3 separate regions of the Zea mays genome follow, and regions 2 and 3 are each linked to region 1. A link is a contact called in public Hi-C data. All regions are on one chromosome and are shown on one strand. Each heading gives the region's core, a stretch centred on a gene start, on an enhancer-like site or on the middle of the called end of the contact. The rest is flanking DNA. Distances are from core to core; before and after follow the strand shown. Region 1 holds the start of LOC100502245 (Polyadenylate-binding protein-interacting protein 3). Region 2 holds the start of LOC103627164 (F-box protein At5g50450). Region 3 holds the start of LOC100381672.

Region 1 (2,700 bases), core at 186-2,685:
ATCAGTGTTGTTTGATACTTTAGGCCAATTGCTATTGAGAAGAGCCAATGGCTACGAGGGTTTAGATAACATATAAATGCTTATTGGTCTGATCTTGAACTTGTCAAATATAGGACAAATACAAGTTAAACCCGGCTAAAAACGAGTTCCATCTCGGTTTCCGTTCCGTTCCGATTTTTCTCGCAAATATGAAAACAAACGGGTTAAATATAGAAAACGATATGCCGAAACGAGATTTTACCCGTCCATTTTCAACCCTAAATACCATTAAACCCTTAACCATACCGAATCACATATGCTTATTCCTTTTCATATGGGATAAGCAAAATAGACTTGACTGTCTTTTATTAGCTTTGGTTAACAAGTTTGATTTATAGAGTGTTTGATTTCTTTAGCCACTCTTCTAAACTTTAGTTCCTAGAAATTTTATTTAGAAGACCTATTTTTATTTATCCTGTTTGATATTTCATGGACTAAAGTGACTAAAGTTTAGGAAGTGGAAACCAAACACACCCTTATTATGTCCGTATTAAGATGCAACTTGTGGAGACAAGTATGTAGTCAATCTTCATTATTGTCTTTCTCCTATAGGTACGTATGCAAATATATGGGATTCTCAAAGCGTCGAATCAAACATCAGTTACAAGTTACTATCGAGTTTCTATTTCAGCAAATTCCTTACCACCAAACATGGCAATTGTTTCTGATTGAGCACAAATCAGCTCATCCAAATCAAAATCTACAAGCCAAAGGGATTCTAAAATCATCTAAGTGATACTTAGGGTGTGTTTGGCATGGCTCTGCTCCACCCCAGAGCAGCTCTACTCTAAAACTCTGGGTGGAGCAGCTCTGCTCCATAGTTTAGATTGTTTCTCATAACTAGTGGCAATGGCGGGTAAATAACTCAAAACTCCATGACTAGGTTGCTTTTTTGGAGTTTTCAGAGCAGCAAAAGAGGTACTCCAAAAAATTGTACTACAGCTCCAAAAACTCCATAGAGTTTACAACTCTGGAGTTAGGGTGTTTGGCATGCTCTGGCCAGCTCCTCCTTGGAGTTTTGCTCTGGAGCCATGCCAAACAGGCCCTTATATATATATATATATATATATTTGTCTTAAAATAAGTGTCACAACAAGTTTTGTGTTGATTAAACTTTTTTTAAAGATCGACCAGGTTTACATAAAATATTAATAACATTTATCTCTCTAAAGAAATTTAAGAACATATTTAATTTATATATATTTTGTTAAATATAAAACATTTAATCCATAAACAAACAAGAACTGTATTTATTTTAAAATGGAGATGTTGGAGAAACGGAAATGGAGGACGTTTACAGAAAAGGAAGAAAAGGGAGGGGGGGACAAGAAATAGCGTCCACAGCCCACGGTCACGGTGGCACCAACCCACCAAGGCCAAGCCCGTGGCGTGGTCACTGGTCGGCTACCGCTTTGCAGCTGGCGCGCGGCTTTCACGAGCAGCTCCAGCGCAGGCTCAGCCCGCCCACGCGGCGTACCCGCGGACCGGCCCGCCCGCCGAAGCCCGAACCCGGCAAGGAAAAACTAACACCTCACGCCGTCGCATCTCACGGCCTGTCCCGATTCATTCGGATTTCCTTCCGCCTTCCGACAGCGGCTGTCTCGGCGACCCAACCCCAGCCTGACCCCACCTCCCGCCGCCGCCGCCGCCGCCGCCGCCGCGCCTTCGTCGTCAGGAGCAGGGTCCCGGTGGCTGCGTCTCTCTCCCCTGCCCCCCTGCTCCACACTCGGTTCACGCGTCGGCTCGCTACCGCAGGCCCTCGACTCGTACGCCCGTCCCCGGCGGCGATCCGGCCGGCACCGTAACCCTAGGACTCCGACGGAGCAGGTAGCTTACCGTCCTTCGTGTGGGGCCTCTCTTCCCTCCTCTCTGCTCCTTCTGTTGGATCAGGATTCGAGACGGGCGGTGCGTGTATCCGCGCTCGGTCGCCTGCTCGAGATCGTAGACCGAGGTGCGATGGATTAGATCTCTGAGATTGGAGGTGCGTGGGCTGATGGAAAGCTGGGGTGGAGCCGTTGCTCTGCGTGGATTTTGTTTTCTAGCTGCTGCCGGGATCACAGTGACGAGATCCTGCCATTTCATGTGCTTATTGTATCATGCCTCGAATCTTTGCATATGTCAGGCGCTTATAGCAACTCATTCTTATTTTAATGTGGTTTTCCATATTTTGTTTGTAGTTTTCCATCCTTTGTTTTGGCTAAGTAGTTTAACTATCCAACTAGCGGCTACCATGACGAGGGCAGCTCTACCTGTGCCAAATTTCAAGTGATATAATGATTTTGCATCTTGCTAATCCTACTCTATCATACTAGCAATCAGGCTATTGGAATCAGTATCTGGTTGCTTGTGTTTAACGTGCTGACATGATGTTGCATCTGGTAAATCCAATAAGATGACATGAATGGTCTTAGTCTTATGAAATCTTATGTAGTCTCATACGATCCAGTTGTTTTCAACATCTTACACAATCACATTCCATGATTACTCCCTGTGAATGGATCAGTTTATGTACTAACATAATGATTTGGAGTACATGAAAGGAGCTCCTGCAAATGTGTCTGCTCATATGTTACCATCCATATATTTTCTTTCACACAGCACGTGGAAAGATACTTCAAGTTTGCTGTAGTTCACTTCGGAGCGAACATTAATATTGTATAT
Region 2 (2,756 bases), core at 178-2,677, 410 kb before region 1:
GGTGAAATGATGAGTTTTTTTGTCGTGATGTGGATTGATGACTGACGTTAGCATGCAAGAAGTTTGCATTGTGCGATACTAGTCCATTATCCCTACAAATATGAACATTTTCTTTATTTGGCATTAATCTTTGTTTTGCAATGTTTATCATAAATCTAACATAACATGATCCATATTGTATACTTTTGGGAATACTATTCTTACTATCAATTTATATGTCAGCGATGTTAACCTAACCTACAAATGAAGTTCTGCAAAGTTGCTACACTGTTTGTGCACAAGCTATTATATATTAGATGTATAATAGAAACTACTATCATCCCCACCACATAAATTATTAGTACAAGAGGCGTTATCTATAAGCACAAGTTGCTCGCGGTCATACAACATATTTTGCTACACTACCTTGGTTTATATAATATCAAGAACTAATAAGGAATATTGTATCAATACAGTTTTGTATTGGGGTATTTTTAATTGTTCTCATGGCGAACCTGTATTTTTCAAATTATATTTTTAATATTCTTTTATGTTGATAGCATTTTCTCTATGAGATTTTGTTGTAATTCCTCTGATAATTTCTTAACGATCACTCAATCTATGTTTGGATGGTTCTTGTTGCACAATTGAATTGTTGCTATGGCAAAACACTATATAATTTTGTTGTCATTCTTTTTTCGAAAGCATGCAAAGAAGTTTGTGCATCTTTGGATGAAGATCGAGAAAATGTTGAAGTTGCAAGGACACACTACTATGGGCAGGGTGTTGTTTTACAATTCGGGTTGCTCCCCTAGCAAATTAAAGATGGGGCTTAGGCGATTACTCACGAATAAGCTGTCTAACTTAGAGTCTCCGACGTCAATACAGCGGTCCGCCTCTTGCTTGATCAAGGAAAGGATTTGCTAGACAGGTGTTGTTGCTACTCAAATTTGTTTTTAGGTGTTTCCATCTATGATGGCAGGTTTAAAATGTCCCCATGTGACTATATATTACATGTTGTTCTTGTCAAATACCGTACCACACAATCTAGCTACATGTTCTTTTCTAATATGCTCTTGTGGCATGTTTGAATTGTTTCCAGTAAAAGTACATCTATCATTCTTGTGGTATGTTTTAACATTTCGCATCGTAATTTGTTTTAACATATAATGAAGTGACTATATATATGTTTTAACATTATTTCTCATCTTTCTAATGAACTATTAAATCGCATATATGTTTAAAATTCAGTGTCTTAGTGGTGGCCAAAGTTAACGCAAGAGCGCCCACGTACGAACAAGCTTAGGAAGGCCGTGGGCCTGTTGGGGGGCATGCAAAACGTTCGATTCGAAGCAGCAGGCGAACGGCTGTCCCGGACGGAGGACATGCCGTCGATCCTAACTAACGGCGCGCGACCCCGGGGGGCAGCAGGGGTTTTGGGTAAACTGGCCGCGCGCCGCATCTGCGTGCCCACCCCGCCTCCTCCCCTCGCTATAAATAGCACCGCCATGGCCAGCCTCCGCTTAACTATCTCCATCTTCTCTCTTCACTCCGAGGATCGGAGTGAAAGGAGCACTAGCTACTGGCAGTATGGTGAGTCTGTGTCTGCAGGCGAAGAGGCCTCGGGTGGGGGCGGCGCCACGGGTTGTGGCGAACCAGATGGGGGCGTTCGAGGTGCTGCCCCAGGAGCTGATCCTCTCCGTGCTCACCGCCCTGTCGTCGGCCGCGGACAAGCCCGCCGACCTCTTCAACGTCATGCTTGTGTACGTGCACGCGCCGGCCGGACCCCATGCATCCTAGCCTAGCTAGCTACATGTTTTTTTTTTTGGTTTGCTCTCTGATTCTGCTGGAAGAAGGCACAGCATGACATGGACGAGCCCATGCATGCTTGGAGTAATTAATTGTTGATTATTACTAGCTCCGCTTCGAACCATGGCATGCAGGTGCCAGGAGTTCTGCAGGCTGGTGACTAACCCGCAGGTGATCCGGGCGGCGTCGGCGGCGTGCGTGTCCGTGCTCCCGCGCAGGTGGTGCGCAGCCGCCGACCGTTTCCTCCGCTTCTGCGGCGACAACGGCAACGCGGACGCCAACTTTTTCCTCGGCATGGTGCGTCGTCCCGGCCCGTGTGTCTCATTCCCGTCTCCCGAGTACTATAAGTGGTCCTGCGTGCTTGTCTTTAGTAGTCTACTACGCGGACAACGAACGCACATCACATAAACTGAAGTGAATACATACTGATCGATTGATGGATGCATCCATGTCCATCGATCGGGGATCTTTCGGCTTCTCTCTGTCTGCACGCACCCGATCGACACACACAGATCCAGTTCTACTGCTTGGGGCTCCAGACCCATGGGTGGTCCCGCATGCTGATGGCGGTGCGGTCGGGCCACGCGCACGCCGCCTTCGCCGCGGCCGTCGTCTACTACAACGGCAGCTGCATCGACCACAACCAGAGGCAGCCGCTGGCGGCCGCGAACCTGTTCGCGCTGGCGGCGTGCCGCGGCCACATGGGCGCGCTGCGCGACCTGGCCTTCTGCGTCAGCAACGGGCTGGGCGTGCGGCAGGACGCCGAGGCCGGCCGCCGCCTCACCTTCACGGCCAACCTGCGGGAGTTCCGCGCCACGTACCCGACCGCGGCGGAGCAGGCGGTGGCGTACGCCCACGTGGTCGGCAACCCCGGGTGCCTCACCAGCGAGCTCGGCTGCTTCACCACCGTGCCGGCCAGCCTGCGGGGGTGGGCGCACCCGGCCAACCGGTTCCTGTGCGACTGGTTC
Region 3 (2,700 bases), core at 76-2,575, 500 kb before region 1:
GAGAGACAAAGCACACCTATATCTGCTTGGAGAAGGAGGGCCCCGCGGCGGAGGCAGAGGACGGCGAGCTCTTGATGCGGAAGATCATGTACGTCAGCGGGAGTACCACGCCGCTCATCATGATCGCTGCCCCCACCAGGTACCTCACCGGCGAAGGCGCCCCCACCTCCAAACATCGATACTCGACGGCAAGCGGGGGAGGAAGGCAGGCGCGGCTAGGGTTGGCAGCGTGGTGTCGTCAGCGACGCTCGTGTACGGCTCACGACCCTGAGGGTCCAAGGTGACGCTCTCTGGCCACCGCATCTCGCCGCAGAACCGCCAGTTCGCGCATCGTCGTCCTCCTTCTCCTCACAGCCCGGGGTTGAAGCAGACGGCTGGGGGCGCGACGGTCGCAGATCCGAAGACGGGGTGTGGGGAAGAAGGCGCGGCGGTCACGAACCTGCGGGGGGAGGGGATGGGGGCGGACCTGAGCGGGGGTGGGGTGCGTGGGGGTCACGGAGGCGGGGGCGGGGGCATGGTCTACATTAGACTCTTAATAAGTAGTATAGAAACCATATGGACCCTTCATCTTCCTTCACACGCACCTATGTGGTCACCTAAAATAATGCTTGACACTGTAGACTATACTTTTTATAGAGTGAAGTTTGAATATGAGTATGGAGATGACTAAGTGCCACTTTGGAAGCACCCAATTTTTAAGAAACTGGTTTTATGAAACTGAGGTGGTTCCAAACATACTAGTTTATGTCCCAGTTTATAGAAACTGGATTCTCAGTTTCTTAAATACCAAGAAGCTAGCCCCTCTAGCTAAAGCCAATATATAAAAATTGAGTGGTTCCAAACACCATTAATCAATTTTTATTTCCTAAACCAGTTTCTAGAAACAAGAGATAGAATCTGGATTCTTAAAATCTAGGGGCTTGTTTGAGAACTTTATTTCTCAAAACCACAGTTTAAAGTACTACTGTTTAATATATGCTACGAGCCTATGATATAACTATGATATATTTTATACCAGTTCAATCTAACACCTGTTTGGAGACATATTATTTTAATTATAATGTAGGAAAAAGAGAATATTGTAGCTGTGTGCAGCATAAAACTTTGATATAAACTAATTATTTATCCTAAACATCTTTGACCTAAATTACTATGGTACGCTCAAAATACTACGGTATTATTTTAGAATTAAGAAAATACAGTGCTCCAAAACATGCCACAAGTTGCTTCCGAACAGTGACAAAAGGCCGAAACAAACAGCCCATCTCTCTCCTCATATAAAATTCGAAGCATCCTGCCGTGCGTCCCCGAAGTTCCGAGTCCCCATTCGGTCCCCCCCCTCTGCTCTCTCGAAGCCTCCAGGCTCCAGAACCCCCACCCCCTCTCCTCTCGCGCCGCGAGGGGTTGATCCGTCCGGCGATCTGGGCCCTCCGGCCGGCGCCCGCGCCTGGGAGGCTTTTCCTTACCCGCCGCACGGGCGGAGATGCTCTCGCTCCAACAGCAGCACGGCGGCGCTGTCGCCGCCGGCGGCGATGCGCGCCACCACGCACCGCAGCCGTCGGTGCTCGGTGGAGGCGCGGACTGGCTAGTGTTCGGGGGCCGCGCCGACCTGGAGGAGCCCGCGAGGAATGCCCCGTCGCCCGCCTTGTTCCTTCTTCCGCCCGCGGGGCTCGATGACAGGGCGGCCCAGCCCGAGCCCAATCCCAAGCCCGCACAGCTCGCAGGAGGTGACTCTAGCTGCAACCGATTTTTTTGTCGCCTTTTCTCTTCGGAGATTGTGGCCGTCCGTGTTTAGGGGAAGTCGAGTTTGTGTTCTAAGATCTATCGGTATTCGGTTTTCCCCAATCTCTACTGGTACCGGTAGATTTGGAAACGTCCTTTTTCCCATGAAAATCATGAAAATAAGAATACTAGTACTATGTTGGTGTCACTGCAGAGATTCGATGGTGTTGCTATCGTCTTTTACTTTAAGTACCTATTATATATATATACATATATATATATATATATATATATATATATATATATATATACATATATATATATACATATGCATATTTATTTATTTATTTATTTATTTATTTATTCGATTGTGTTGATTTGGATTAGAAATTGCAACTTGTAGGCGATCGTGCCGACTGTTTCGACTTTGGACTGGGAGAAGTGGGCACAAAAGGTTCATAGGAGAATATTATAAGCTATCTTTATTTCTAGTGGTCTATATTCTGTATGGGGTTCACACGCCTTTTACTCCAGTCCATCTTTAGAAAATTGCAATTTTGGAGGTGGCTTGTATTAGCAGCATAACTTTCTGGAAACTTCATGTTATATCCTTCAGTTCCAGAAACATTCTTCTATCAACTGTATCGGCTGCTTGTTTAAATCTGGTAAACTGCAATCAAGAGTTTTAGATTAATATGAGGGTGATCAAATGTTGATGCTGTTATGCCATTCGGAGTTGTCAACAGGACTAGTATATTCATCCCAGGGCTTAGTGAGGATATTGATGGTAGTCACAACTTGGTGGCGATCTCTGACCAATTATTTGCTGTTATGCTAAACTTTGAAAAAACATTGTATTTGTGGAGACATGCACATCCACACATTTGTGGCATTAACAATTAGTTTAGATTTATTTATAGATCTGTTAGGGTTTGCATATTTGCAAGAAGTTAATAAGTATCATCTGTTCCTAGCATG

Evidence for each region. A called contact is a pair of places that touch in the nucleus more often than the background predicts.
Region 2: a contact with region 1 is called in a Hi-C map of leaf mesophyll, with 4 times the contacts expected there. The contact joins the promoter of LOC103627164 here to the promoter of LOC100502245 in region 1. A contact is called at or near these places in 5 of 25 Hi-C or Micro-C datasets (bundle sheath, ear, endosperm and 2 more).
Region 3: a Hi-C map of leaf shows a contact between it and region 1, with 7 times the contacts expected there. The contact joins the promoter of LOC100381672 here to the promoter of LOC100502245 in region 1. A contact is called at or near these places in 3 of 25 Hi-C or Micro-C datasets (ear and leaf).

What each region holds. Positions count from the first base shown.
Region 1 is chr5:164,188,633-164,191,332 of Zm-B73-REFERENCE-NAM-5.0, reverse strand. It overlaps LOC100502245 (Polyadenylate-binding protein-interacting protein 3), which reads left to right and starts at 1,435. Exons shown (of 15, transcript XM_008646000.4): 1 at 1,435-1,866. It overlaps LOC111589480 (U2 spliceosomal RNA), which reads right to left; the gene lies at 2,643-2,700.
Region 2 is chr5:164,600,762-164,603,517 of Zm-B73-REFERENCE-NAM-5.0, reverse strand. LOC103627164 (F-box protein At5g50450) reads left to right here and starts at 1,427. Exons shown (of 3, transcript XM_008647468.4): 1 at 1,427-1,742; 2 at 1,923-2,085; 3 at 2,301-2,756. The coding sequence starts at 1,570.
Region 3 is chr5:164,688,634-164,691,333 of Zm-B73-REFERENCE-NAM-5.0, reverse strand. It overlaps LOC100381672, which reads left to right and starts at 1,325. Exons shown (of 28, transcript NM_001174485.1): 1 at 1,325-1,727. The coding sequence starts at 1,484.